2 separate regions of the Gossypium hirsutum genome follow, and region 1 is linked to region 2. Evidence: chromatin contacts called from public Hi-C data. All regions are on one chromosome and are shown on one strand. The core of a region is the stretch at or near the end of the contact, and the rest is flanking DNA. Distances in the headings are between cores, read along the strand shown. Region 1 has its middle 30 kb from the start of LOC107954836. Region 2 has its middle 12 kb from the start of LOC107954833.

What was found. A called contact is a pair of places that touch in the nucleus more often than the background predicts.
Region 1: a contact with region 2 is called in a Hi-C map of leaf, with 5 times the contacts expected there. The contact joins two enhancer-like sites. A contact is called at or near these places in 6 of 34 Hi-C or Micro-C datasets (anther, hypocotyl, leaf and 1 more).

What each region holds. Positions count from the first base shown.
Region 1 is chrD07:46,913,519-46,916,218 of Gossypium_hirsutum_v2.1, forward strand. No RefSeq gene overlaps it. Among protein-coding and RNA genes, the nearest start is that of LOC107954836, 30 kb to the right of the region's middle. Within about 2 kb of position 1,388, at least 4 of the 9 cell types and tissues checked have an H3K27ac peak or open chromatin away from gene starts, as enhancers often do. A contact at or near this core is called in leaf, where this site is marked.
Region 2 is chrD07:46,858,256-46,860,955 of Gossypium_hirsutum_v2.1, forward strand. No RefSeq gene overlaps it. Among protein-coding and RNA genes, the nearest start is that of LOC107954833, 12 kb to the left of the region's middle. Within about 2 kb of position 1,351, at least 7 of the 9 cell types and tissues checked have an H3K27ac peak or open chromatin away from gene starts, as enhancers often do. A contact at or near this core is called in leaf, where this site is marked.

The DNA.
Region 1 (2,700 bases), core at 138-2,637, 55 kb after region 2:
AAAAAAAAAACTATGTTGCTTTTTTACTTCTGTTTTCACTGTTTTTCTTATTATTTTGTCATTGTTTTGGCATCGTTTTGCTATTACATTGTTACTATTTTGTTGTTATTGTTTGAATATTGTATAGCTCTTGTTTTATTGTTAATTTTGTTATTTAGAGGTATTTGCTTACTAAGTTGCATTTATCTTAGTGTTATTTAAAGTATAAATATTTTTTAAAATTTATTTTCAATTTTTTGGGAAACATTTATTTTAATGTTTTTAGTGTATTTGATGTATTATACTTTTAAATTTTTATATAAAAATAATAATATAAAAAAACTGTAATACAACCAAACCAGATTTTAGCATTTTTATCCTATTGAACTTGAGCAAAATTTTAAGCTCATCTTTCGAATCAGGTCGGGTACGAGCCTAAAATTCTATTGAGGCCCGACCTGGCCCATGATCACCTCTAAATCTATTAATTATTCTGTTGTGGGTTATTTATAATGTAAATTATTTAAAGATCTATCTGTCTAATTTACTCATGTACATTGCAAATATCAACTGCACATATAATTTATTCTATACCTCAAATTGAACCTGTTTCCAATAAGGCCATTAATGAATCTACAATTTACATTCTTTCAAATTCACTTCCTGCATGGAGGGTTAATATAGATTCAATGGCAATCAACTAAAATGCAATGACGATATTAAATTTTCATGTTCAAACCTAAGCATATGAATTATGGGGTTGGCAACTTGCTAAACTCGATGGAAAGAGAAGTGGACAACGTATAGCCATCATATATACTAAAAAATGTTCAATTTCAACTTTTTATGCATGAATTATTAGATTTATTGGAACAAGATACTCAATTGAGGATGAAGTCTTTTAACCGATTGTCAATATTGTTGACTAAATCAAATGTCTTCCACCACATGTTTTTAAACTTAAAAACACATCAACTACATTTTACTATTGCCTAAATCCAATTCAATAAAAGCCAAACCAAAATGTTGTAATTCAAATACGTTTTCTATTTTCTTGAATTCCTGCTACTGTTTATAAACATATCTTCGTAATGAAAATAGGAACTCGATCTATAAACCGCCCAAAACATACATACATATCGCACCAAATGGCTACAAAGTGAAGATACTGATATGAGACAACACTGTTGCATGGTTTACGTGCATGGGTAAAAAGTAAATAACAAAAAATGATATATGATGAGTTTTGATGTTCAGTTAAATGGTGCGCACCATCATTAGTAATACGGATGCGTTTCTTTGGTTGTCTTTATTTCTGTTTTTGTTTGTTGTTATTAGCTGGGTAGTTTTGACAGCCTGGGTACTAAAGTTGTAGTAGCTGCTACTGTTACTTAACGAAAGGGACGTGTATGCAGTGGCCATACCAGAAAATTAAGCTTTATTCTGATGTTCTCTCTCATCTCTTTTTAATTCTCTCTCTCTTTCCCTCCCCCTCTTCTTTCGTATCTTTTTATCTCTGTCTCGACAACACGCAACAAGGGTATCAAAGCTACAGTCAAGCCTCATGACAGGTGACGACATCACTACCAGGCTTTAGAACAACATCGATCAATTGCAGCAAGACATGGTGCAGCTTCAAACTGAAATATCCCAATAGGATGGCTGGTTGGAGAATAGCATGAAGGAGCTGCGTGAAGATATTCGCGGAGAAATCAAGTCAGAGCTGCAAGGGCTCTTTGAACAGTATTTGGGTAGTTTCACTGCCACTCCGGTCGTTGCTGCTCCTGTAGGTCCATCTCAAGACCGTGACAAGGGCATGTTGGGCAGCTCTCCTACACGGTTTCGTTTGCGAGATGCACCTCTATTATCGCCTGATGTGAACATGAAGAATGTAACTCAAGGTGGACAGTGGGATGAGTCAGTGCGTTCTCATCGGTTAGGATGCCCAAGATTCGATGGAACGGACTACCAAGGATGGTGCGCAAAGTTGGAACAATTCTTTGAAGCCGAAGGGGTTCTTGACCATGCCAAGGTGCACATGGTGATGCTCTATTTGGAGGGCAAAGCGTTGGATTGACATCATTTTTTCCTAAAGGCAAGGGGGTTTTCATGGGTTAACGTGGGAAGCTTATGCTCAAGGATTGTGGAACGATGTGGTCAAGGATTTAAATTGCGGTTGCGGCCGTGTTTTTAGTCGTGTTGCGTTTATCGCGGTTGCGGACATAAAGGATGCTATCGCGGTCGTGAATTTTTTTAAAATTCGCACAACTTATTGTAAAACATAATAATTATAATTATAAAAAGTCAATTTTAATGATTTTTAGAGTGTTTTCTAACACTTATGAACTTTTATTAATATGATATGAGAACACAACTTCTATAATCATTAATTATTTTTACATTTATTTACAAATTTTCTTAGAATGTTATATTAACTAATAACAAAGTAAAAAAGAAGAAGGAAATATTAAACATTTATCATATTTAATAAGTTTGAAAGTTTTTATAGATAAAATAATTGAAAATTTATACATGGGAGATGTCTTCAATATTTCTTGACAGCTTTCAAGATGGTGAAGATATAAACATTCTATGCTGCAAAAGGAAAAATGAATAAATAAATGTATAGATTCTCATTAATTGTTCCTATTTCCTACCACTTATTCTCACTCTCATTCTACTTTCATATATAGTTTAACATGCTTCGATTCTTAATTATCT
Region 2 (2,700 bases), core at 101-2,600:
AACCTGTCAATGTTGTTCGTTATCATGATTTTAAGCTCGTTATCAAGATTTCAAAAGATTTTAATTCCATGAAAACAAATGACATGGATAAAGGCAACATCGCATTTTGTTATAGGTTATTTTTTAACACCCTTAACTTTTGGACCAAAATATTATATTTTAAATATCAAAATGAGATAAAAAAAATTCAAATACTAAAGTAAAAAAAAATTACAATTCAGAAGCCAAATCTTGACATAATTCATAACTTGAACATTGCTATAAACTAAGCAAGTTAACTAAAATTAGTAATTTTATCAAACCTGTGTTTTTAAAAATAATGTTCAATAAGTAATCACACATATGTATTGAAATTAATAATAACATATAGGGTAAAGTACTGAAATGATCACTAAACTACTGCATGCATTCTATTTTGATCATTGAACTTTTAATTTTTTTGATTTAACCATTAAACTATTCGAAATCAAATTTTTAGTCTTCGACCGTCAACAGCCATTTGAAATTTGATGGTAGTGTTGACGTGGGCTTTTTTTATTAATCCAATAATAATATAGCCCATTATTATTTACACATTTTATCAATTTGATCCTAACTATAAAAAAATAAACAAATTTAACCTTCAATGTTTACAAAATTTGTCATTTTAGTTCAAATTCTATAAAATTCAATAAACTTAGCGCTCAACATTTCTAAAACGAAAAATTTTGTAAATTAAAAAAAATAACACCCGAACTTTTATTTCTCCGACCTTTATTTGTAATAACAAGTTGATTCTCCAAAAACCAAACAACCAATCCCCTTATCCCCAATCTATCCTCCACTTCTTCACGCGCTTCTTTTCTATCTCAGACCATTTGACCTGACGAGTCCACATCGGCCGACTATGACATGCAAGTTCACAAAGCTGGCCGAAACATATATATGGCAATGGTAGGCTACCTCCTCAAGCATGTGAAAGATGGGTGCTTCAACATCAATACAGAATCCTCTAGCTTGATCCTCGGCCCTTTGGTCAAAACCTTATTTCATTTAGACAAAGGCCTCACGTGCAAGCACACGTTTTATTTATTCATTGTGCGTCTCTACAAAATCGAAATGATCAAGGATTCGTTGTGCATGATTCAAACTATGATGGGAAATGGTGGGTTGAATGCCACCATCTTTCATCCAATCATGAACATGTTGACAAAGAAGATGGAGGAGGTGTGGCTAGTGGCAGATCTAATGAGTCATCCAAGTTTCGCCGGACTTGATGGCAAATAATTTTTTTTACTAACAGCTAAAGCTGTCTGTGGGTTGGGTTCAGACCGAGGCTAGACAAAGGGTTTTTCTGTGCCTAGGCCCAATAAGAAATATGGGCCTGGCATCTTGTACAAGCTCGGCCCTATTTAAATATGGGTAATTCGGGCCTATCCCAGCCTCACCCAACAATAAGTAATTTGACAGTATAAAACAGCATCTAGAAGGAAAAGTAACAGCTTATATTAATTACTAGAGCAAAAATAAAGGAATGCCTTATATCTGGTTCTGGTAGCACAAACATCAGAAATAGGAATTCCGTTTCATTTGCCTTTATTGCAGTCCAATGTCTGACATCTCCCATCATAAATTGAAAGGATCCTTTTAGTTGGGGGAAACTACACCTAGGCCTTGCTTTGTTTATTCTTTTTCTAATTTTAATTACTGATTTCACCTAAAAATCCTCCAACAGACTTCACTGGGAGGAAGTCGGGGATTCCCCAAGGAGAATGGCAGAGAAGAGAGCTGCCTTATGGAATTTGACGGCAAACTACGAAAAATAGCTCTTGGTTAGAAATGAGGTTTTAGACTTTTAGGAGTTGTTCGGCTTTGGGTTTTGTTTAGGATAAGTTTGGACTTTAAATTAAAAATATTTTGGATTTGGGTTGGATTTTATATATTTAAAATTTATAATAAAATGTATAATATTTATAATATATTTTATATGCATCCGGGCTGGACTGGGTTAAGTTTGGGTTTCAAAAATTCTATTCAAAGCCTAGCCCAATTAGAAAGTAGGCTTGCAATTTTGCCTAAGCCCATTTTTCGAGCTTGGTCTATTTGTCCAAGTCATCCCATATTTTGGGCAGATTTTCAGGATTGGGCGAGTAGCCTAATCCTTGGCCAACTCTATTGACAGTAAAGGCGAGCACAATGGAGAAATAGAGGTTTAGGTGTTGGGTTTTTTTTTTAACTTATAAAATTTTTAAAAATTAAAATTTGTCGTTCTGTAAATGTTAAAGACTAAATTTATAGAAAATTTTGGAATTTGAACTAAAATGACAAATTTTGTAAACATTGATGGCTAAATTTGTTGAATTTTTTTTATATTTAGGATCAAATTTATAGAATGTGTAAACATTAGACGGCTAAATTTGTTATTAGACCAATAAAAAAAGTCCGCATCAGCACTTCCGTCAAATTTAAAACGGTTGTTAACATTCGATGACCAAAAACTTTTGATTTCAAGTAGTTCAGTGACTAAATCAGAAAAATAAAATTCAATGACCAAAATAGAACACGAGCAATAGTTTAATGACTATTTATGTACTTTACCCTAACATATATGCAATATGTATGAAATTAAAAAAAAGAGTTTAAATTGTGAGTGAAATAAATTTAAATAGGTAAATATAAGTGATTAAAAAAATATTAATTGCACTCCGATAGCTTTCTAAT